2 separate regions of the Mus musculus genome follow, and region 1 is linked to region 2. The links are chromatin contacts, called in public promoter capture Hi-C maps. All regions are on one chromosome and are shown on one strand. Each heading gives the region's core, a stretch centred on a gene start, on an enhancer-like site or on the middle of the called end of the contact. The rest is flanking DNA. Distances are from core to core; before and after follow the strand shown. Region 1 holds the start of Pparg (peroxisome proliferator activated receptor gamma). Region 2 holds the start of Vhl (von Hippel-Lindau tumor suppressor).

Region 1 (4,179 bases), core at 1,006-3,505, 1.7 Mb after region 2:
CTGCAAGCTTTCTGAATGTGAATCTTTAGGACAGATCATGACTGTGAGAGCTGAAAGAGTGCAAGAAAAGGAACTGTCTATCATGTGGGCTTCAGGCTCCCGAGGCAAGAAGCTCCAATAGTCTAACTTAAAAACAAGAGATTCTCAGGCCCTCTCCACCCTATGTGTAAGGTCTCCTATGTAAGAAATGGTGCTAAAGAATTTTAAAAAGCCAGTGAACAAGGTTAACAAATAGTTTGAAGGCAGGAGAGATTGCTCAGCGGTTAGGAACACTTTGTGTTCTTCCAGAGGACCCTTGTTCGGTTCCCAGCACCAACCACCTGTAACTCCAGCTCCAGGGGAGCCCACACCTCTCCCTCCGTTCACGTGCATACACACACAATTGTTTTTTAAAAGGAAATTAAATGATTAGCACTAAAGTCTGTTGATTAAGGCATTCGCCTTCATAACATTCTGAGATTAAAAATAAAAATAAAACTGAGATTAAAAATAAAAAGAAAAAAAGAAAAAAGGGAGATCCTAAATTCACTTAATTCATATAAATATATATATGGGTGTGTATCTATTATATATCATATATCATATATATGATATATAAATATATGTTATGTATGATATATAAATATATATGGTATATATATAGAGAGAGAGATGAAAAGCACATCTAGGAAAAAAACAAACTTCTCCATGACAGACATGGACATGGACATCGGTCTGAGGGACACGGGACCTTCCTGGGTCGCCTCCCAGCGGCTGTGAGGAGCAAGGCGGCCAGGTAACCAGCGCACGGCGCCGGGCGCGGGAGGGCCACGCGGGCCTCGTGGGCGCCGGCCTCCGGGTGCGGGCGCGGGGCCTCCGGCCTCACCCTGGGCACCGCCCCCGGTCCGGCCGGGTGGCTCGGCTCGGCTCCTCCGGTCCGCGGCCGGCCAGGCGGGGCCCGTCGCACTCAGAGCGGCAGCCGCCTGGGGCGCTCGGGTCGGGTCGGCCTCACCGACGCACAGCACCCGCCAAGCCGCCGCCTCAGGTCAGAGTCGCCCCGGGCCACGCGGCCCGCCGGAGGGACGCGGAAGAAGAGACCTGGGGCGCTGCGCTGGGGTATTGGGTCGCGCGCAGCCTGAGGGGACCGAGTGTGACGACAAGGTGACCGGGCTGAGGGGACGGGCTGAGGAGAAGTCACACTCTGACAGGAGCCTGTGAGACCAACAGCCTGACGGGGTCTCGGTTGAGGGGACGCGGGCTGAGAAGTCACGTTCTGACAGGACTGTGTGACAGACAAGGTGAGGGGGGGTCTCGGCTTGTGGGGTCTGGATCTGACTGGCTAGGTGACTGGGTCTCCGCTGAGGGGACTCGGGATGAGAAGTCACATTCTGACAGGGCTGCGTAACTGACAGCCTAACCCTGTCTCGACTAGAGGGGATACGGGCTGGAAAGCCACACTCCGACAGGACGGAGAGTGACCAAGTGACAGAATCTTGACTCAAGGGACCCCGGCTGAGGAGAAGGCAAACTCTTGACAGGACCGAATGTGACAGACAAGGTGACAGAGTCTGGGTCTGAGGGGATCGCGCGGGCTGAGGAGAAGTCACACAAGAGAAGAGCGAGAGAGTGATAGCGGGGCGGGGTCGCGGACTCAGGGACAGAGTGAGGGGTCTCGGCTGAGGACCGGTCACCCTCCTGGAGAGCCGAGTGTGACTGACAGGGTGACTGTCCTCGTGAGGGGCACCGGCACGGTGCGGAGGGCCACAGTGCTTCCCTGAGAGGGTGCGCAGGCAGGCATGTGTGTGAGCGCGGAACAGGGTTGCCCCTGTTCCAGACCCTGACAGGAAAGCCAGGTCTCCAGAACTACCGCGTTGGGGACCGCATTGTGCGGATCCTGGTGACAGATTTAGAGAGGGGCTCGCCAGCAGCCACCGGTCGCCCTGAGGCTCTAGGGGTCGGAGGGTGGGGAGGAGGATGCGCCCGTGATCACGGAGGCGATTTGGCCCACGGCCCCCTGCCCGGGGCTCACCAGGTGTGAGGAAAGCGGGGTCACTGTCGCCAAGGCCCCGCCCCGCCAGTGCCCCTCTTCAATCTAAGCAGGGGGCGAGCACAGGGCCCGGCTCACGGGAGTAGGCAGCCCTCGTGCTGGGGGCGGAAGGTGGGTGTGTGGCTCCCGGTGCTTTATGGCTTGGGATTGGGGAGGAGCCTAAGGTGAGGAGGCAGAAACTGGGAGTAGCCTGGGCTGCTTTTATATAAGGGACGCGAGGAGGTCAAGAAGGGGCCTGGACCTCTGCTGGGGATCTGAAGGCTGCAGCGCTAAATTCTTCTTAACTCCCATTGAGTAGGTGAGTGGCCCCATCGTCATCACGTTTTTGTTGGTGTGTGTAGTGAAGTGGCCAAACTGCCCCCAAGTTCTTACACATCAGGATGGTCTGGCTGTGTTCTTGTACTGTTAAGAATCTGCTTTGCTTCTGATGCTAATAGGGGGGAGGTCGTGCCATTTATTTCAGAAGGGAAAAAAGAAAAGTTAAGTTTTCTGTGAGGAAGAGGCTAAAAGGTGTCCCTTTTTAGCAGGATGAAGGACAAAAATGTAAAATTAAATGATCATTTGAAAACAAAACCAGATGAACCAAGTTGTAGGATAGCTAACAGTTGGAAAGCCTCTTGATTTGGAGTTCATTATTGTAATGTCAACTCTTTATTATCATGCACGAAGCAAATTGTTAACTGGAGTTATTAAATGAATAACTTAGTCTTGGACTTGGGCAGGTCTTCCAAAGATATCAGGTGCTCTGTGGGAGTCTTCCTGTCGTCCATAGCTAAGTGATCAATTGCTGACTAAAAATGTAACTAACTCCAGGTGCTCTGTGATTTAAAACCTGGCTAGGGTAGGAACGGATATACGCTATGACTACTCAAAGAGATAGTTCTCTTGCAAGTTTGACAGAAGCACTCATAGATACTACGAGCATTTGGAGCAGCATTTCAGAAGATTGGGTTTCAACTTTAAAATAAGTTCTCTGTTGTCTTATCTTCAACCACATTTGCTCTAAAGTAAATGTCCGAAATATTAATTTTAATATATGAACATTTTAACTCAGTGTCATGCCTTAGTTGGAGTGAAACATATTATAAAGCCCTCGATTTTTATTTTACTGTGTGTTTTGTGTAAATTTGCTCACTCCAGTGCTACTTCATATTTAATTTGCTGAGAACTATATCTTCAGTGAGAAGATCTAAGGAGCAACTGGTGGTCACCTCACGCTTTTGCAGCTCACTAGAAGGGAAAAGATTGTTGACAGTTTTCTTTTTAAGGAAAAAAATCTTTTTCATATGTAAAAGTTTCAAACTCTTCAAACTGTTGAAGAACAATGGCGCCGGTGAAGTCTGAAGTTCTTGATGCCTCTAGGCCGAAGAGTTTTTTGATGCTGTTTCCTCGGTCTTTTATATTTCAAAGATTATAAGTTCTTCTAAACACATTAGAACTAAAAGACCTGGAAACATTATACACATCAATACTTAAGACTACTTTGATATTTTTTGTGATAACTATTTTTTAATAATTAAGTATATTTCCTTTAAAGGAGCTGGTTTTCCTAACATTCATGTCACTACATCTTTCAGAATCACTTTAACAGAAAAGGGCAAATTACACTTTAAAAAAAATCATATCTTTAGTTTCAAAATCCCTATGACATTTAAAATTCATATATGAAAAGCATGACTTTAAATTTTTGACGTAGAAATGGATTATGCAAGTGACTGATTTCAGTTAGTAAGTTTTACATATTTAAATAAATGATTTTTTTTACTTTTAAGTCTCTGAAAAGAATATTCCATCAGTCTTGTCAAGATCCTTCTGTGTGGGGAATATGTAAAGGCACTGTGAAAACATGTATAAGGATCAGCAATGTATTTAACTTACTTTTCAAATTATGAAGTGGTTGCTAATAGAAGGAAACTTACATAAAAATTTTGTTAAAATAATTTACCCAAAAGTCTGAATATTTTCACAGCTTTCACAGGGTCTGTAGGTGCCCGGTGCGTATGGCAAGACATGTTGGCCATTCTAATTTGTGTCTTTCTGCTAAATTTATTGTCATGTGGACTTGGAAATATTCTCTGTGTCATAAAGTGAGGCAAAAATACTGGAAGAATTTTTTTTTTTGCTTTCATAGGATTCCACTAAGTAAATATTGG
Region 2 (4,204 bases), core at 1,485-3,984:
CAAGCTTTATGGGAGGCATCTCAACCTACTGAGCCATCTGGCTGGTCCTCCACATTTTAAAAAAGATGTGTGTGTGTGTGTGTGTGTGTAAGTGCACATGTGTGTGCAAATATGCATGTGCCTGCAGAGACCAGAAGAGTGCCAGATCCCCTGGAGCTGAAGTTCCAGGCAGTTGTGAGTCACCTGGTGTTTTAGGAACCATCTCTTCTCTGATAGAGCAGTTTTAAGTAATGTTAACTGCTGAGCTCCCTCTAGTCCTTATTTTTATTCTTTAGGTTTTTTTAAATTTTACTTACTGTCTTTATGTATGTATGTGTATGTATGTACTATCAGGTATGTGTGTGCGCAAACTGCATGCCTGGTACCCACGAAAGTGTCCGATCCCCTGGGACTGGGGTCCCATATGGTTGTGAGCTGCCAATCAAACCAGAGTCGTCTGCAAGAGCAGCCAGTGCTCCTAACCAAGGAGCCAACTCTCCACCGTATTTTTATTTTTAAATCATGTATGTATGTTTGTTTGTGTATGGGGGCGGGGGGGGGCTTGCACATGTCTGTGGAGGTCAGAAGAGGGCATTGAACTCCCTAGACCTGGAGTGACAGGCAGTTGTGGGCCACCTGATGTGGATGCTGGGGACTGAACTCAGGTCCTCAGAGCAGCACACTCTTTAACTACTAAGCCATTTCTTTAGTCCATAAAACTGTATCTTCAACTGCTCCAAAAGCATGACATAAACTTCTACTGTTCAGGGTGATTTATTCGCCAGACTTGATAAAGGAGCCTAAATGGAATTCAGACACCCTGCTTGATTTTTTTCCTGGCTCATCTAGTCACCTTTCACATTCTTTGTTACAACCAAATAACACTGCTCCTCCGAGTTGTCCTGTGTCCTTCCACACTAGCCTTTCAGCATTCTGAAGGCAGAGACTGGTTCTATCACATGGCCCATTCAGTAGACATGTGCTAAACATAATATTAGACAAAATACTAAATTTGGTCTAGGCACAGAGGTAGGTGGCTCGCGTGTCATACATAAAGCTCTGGATTTCTCAACACTGAAAATAAAGAACCTACCTGAAAAATGGGGAACTAAAAATTCAAGAGAATTTAGAAGCCCTGGAGAGCTGACTCAGTGGTTAAGAGCACTGGTTGCTCTCACAGAGGACCTGGGTTCAATTCCCAGTTCCCACAACAGGCAGCTCACAGCGACTTCTGACTCCAGCTCCAGGAAATCCAATCCTCCCTGTGTTCATCAGCCCCTGGATGAGCTCACACATGCACACCCGTACATTTTTAATTTTTTGTTTATTTATTTACTTTGGTTTTTTGGGTTTTTGAGACAAGGTTTCTCTGTCTGTCCTGGAACTCACTTTGTAGACCAGGCTGGCCTCGAACTCAGAAATCCTCCTGCCTCTGCCTCCCAAGTGCTGGGATTAAAGGCGTGCGCCACCACTGCCCGGCCCGTACATTTAAAAAAAGCTCATCTGATGAAACTTCTGCCAGAAATGTCTATGGAAAAATGGCACTGAATGTTATCTGATAGTAGTTGTATGCTAATTCTTTGAACCAGTCATGGTAGCACATATCTAGAATGCCAGTACTTGGGAGGCAGACACAGGAGTGCCACTAATTTGAGGCCAGCCTGGGCTATATATATTCAGCTGCAAGGCAATGGGAACTATGCAATAAGTCTGCGTCTAAAAAGAAAAAGACAAAATATTTTAAAATTCTATTCACAAACATAAAAAAGTTTGAAAGGAAACAAAAACTGGTAATACTGTTTTCTGGGAATGCAGATGGAAAAGGAGGGAAAGTTTTACTTTTGTACTCTGGAAGACATTTTGAAATGTGTAGTTAAAAATAGAGACAGACTCAAACTCATCAATGAGAAAAACTTTAAATAATAGCATAGGTGGGCCCGGCAGCGGTGGTACTCAGCTTTTATATCAACACTTGGGAGGCAGAGGCAGGAGATTGGAGGTCAGACTGGTCTACAGAGTGAGTTCCAAGAGAGCTGGAGCTACCCAGAGAAACCCTGTCTTGAAAAACCAAAAAGCAAAGGCAGAAGGGGAAATATGGCAAGCCCGTGGAGATCTTAAGAGAAGAAATTAAATTTAAGTACACTCAAAAAAAAAAAAATATATATATATATATGAGGCTCATGCCTGTAATTCCAGCACTCTGGAGTCAGAGGCAGGAGATCACTCTTAAGTTTGAAGCTGGTTTGGTCTGTACACGGAATTCCAGACCAGCCAGGGGGAAACAATGCTACCCAAAAAAAAAAAAAAAAAAAAATCCAACTGCCCTTGGTCCCTGTTCTCTGGAGTCTGAGGCAGGGAGATCTTTGAGTTCAGGACAAGCCGGATATACATAATGAGTTCTAGGCCTACATAGTGAGACCCTACCTCAAAGCAAGTCTTTCTGGCATGGAGATAACGGCTTTAATCCCAGTACTCTGGAAGCAGAGGCAGGCAGATCTCCGAGAGTTCGAGGCCAGACTGATCTAGGGTGTGAGTTCCAGGACAGCCAGGATTACACGAAGAAACTCTATCTTGGGGGAAAAAAAAAAAAGAAGGAAAAAGAAAAGGAAAGGAAACAAACAGAAACCCAACTGTAGGAGGTGGAATTTATAACCCGGGGCTCCGCCGCGGCCCCGCCCCGCCGCCCCGCCGCCCCGCCCACTGCTGCGGCCCCGCCCACCGCCGCGGCCCCTGGCTCCGTGCCGCCCCGCCCCCCAGTTTGAGGGCTCCCGGCGGCCATTTCCGCCTTCAAGTTGCCCGGAGCGCGTCTGGGACCGGCAGACCTGTCCCGGAGCGCGTAGATCCGCACGCACGCACGCGCCGCCCACGTCCAGCTTGCGAATCCGAGGGACCCGTTCCAATAATGCCCCGGAAGGCAGCCAGTCCAGAGGAGGCGGCGGGGGAGCCCGGTCCTGAGGAGATGGAGGCTGGGCGGCCGCGGCCGGTGCTGCGCTCGGTGAACTCGCGCGAGCCCTCTCAGGTCATCTTCTGCAACCGCAGCCCGCGCGTCGTGCTGCCTTTGTGGCTCAACTTCGACGGCGAGCCTCAGCCCTACCCGATCTTACCACCGGGCACCGGCCGCCGCATCCACAGCTACCGAGGTACGAGCCGCGCGCTAGGCCGCTGCTGCTGTAACAGGCGGGGCGCTTTCTCTCCGACCCCGAGCATCTTGTCCCTACCCACTGCATCTACCCCGAGAAAATGCCCGGCCCCTACCAGTGATTTCGGATGCAGTGTTAACCCAGTTCCCGGTCAGGTTCGGCATGCGAACCTGCCTTGGTGATGACAACTTGGAGGGTTACAGACAAAAAAAATGTATGAACAGACAAGAACCAGCCTGTGTCATAATTGCTGCGCTAGGCACCGAGCTTAGAGGTTTGCGAAAGCATGGGCAGAGTGTGGGTGCGTCCAGGTGAAGAAAGAGCACGCAGCTTAGGAGAACCGGAGTAGGATAAGTCAGCTGAGGGAGTTAACAGTTGTAGTTGGGGGATCACCTTTACCGATTGGCGTCTTGGCCGAAAACAAGTGAGTATGGGATAACGGGTTGAACTCTCGATCTTTCTGCCTTCGCCACTGATTTCAGGTTTGTACCAAGCCTGACCACGTAAGCTTATTAACTGTGACAAGCATCAGTGGAAGTCAGTCAGTTCTATCAGTGTCATGACTGGATGGCTATGAAAAACAAGTGAAGCCGCTCTCAGGTGTACAATCCCCAGGACTCAGAAAACCGAGGCAAGATGACTGCACCAGGCTTTTTTGGTTTGCCGCCAAACAGTGAGAGAAAAAGTTCAAAAGTTGATTTTAGCCGTAGTGAATTGGGGCTGTTTGACATTGCCTTATTTATGTATTGAAAAAAAATGTACCCAGATCTGTGTGTGGTAGCCCAGGACTCAGGAGGCCAAGACAGAAGGATTTCACTGAGTGCAAGTCCAGCCTTGGCTAAGCCCCAAGATTGTGTCTGAAGCAACCAGCCAGACAGCTGAGTGATGTGGGAATTTTGTAGATCAGGCTGGCCTCTCACTGAAATCCAACTTCCTTCTGCCCCCTGAGTACTGGGATTAAAGCAAAGGCCTTTGTCACCAAGGCCGGTTTATACTGCTCTTTCAGGGTTAGCTTCTCAGTACCCAGGTCAGGCAGCTCACAAGTTTCCATTACTCCAGCTCCAGGGATCCGAGGTCCCTGCTCT

The links. Promoter capture Hi-C pulls out the DNA fragments that hold promoters and counts their contacts.
Region 1: a contact with region 2 is called in a promoter capture Hi-C map of liver, with 3 times the contacts expected there. The contact joins the promoter of Pparg here to the promoter of Vhl in region 2. A contact is called at or near these places in 1 of 39 promoter capture datasets (liver) and 1 of 115 datasets of contacts at active chromatin or transcription factors (pancreatic cancer cells).

The regions. Positions count from the first base shown.
Region 1 is chr6:115,360,094-115,364,272 of GRCm38.p6, forward strand. It overlaps Pparg (peroxisome proliferator activated receptor gamma), which reads left to right and starts at 2,256. Exons shown (of 8, transcript NM_001308354.1): 1 at 2,256-2,324.
Region 2 is chr6:113,621,260-113,625,463 of GRCm38.p6, forward strand. Vhl (von Hippel-Lindau tumor suppressor) reads left to right here and starts at 2,735. Exons shown (of 3, transcript NM_009507.4): 1 at 2,735-3,119. The coding sequence starts at 2,882.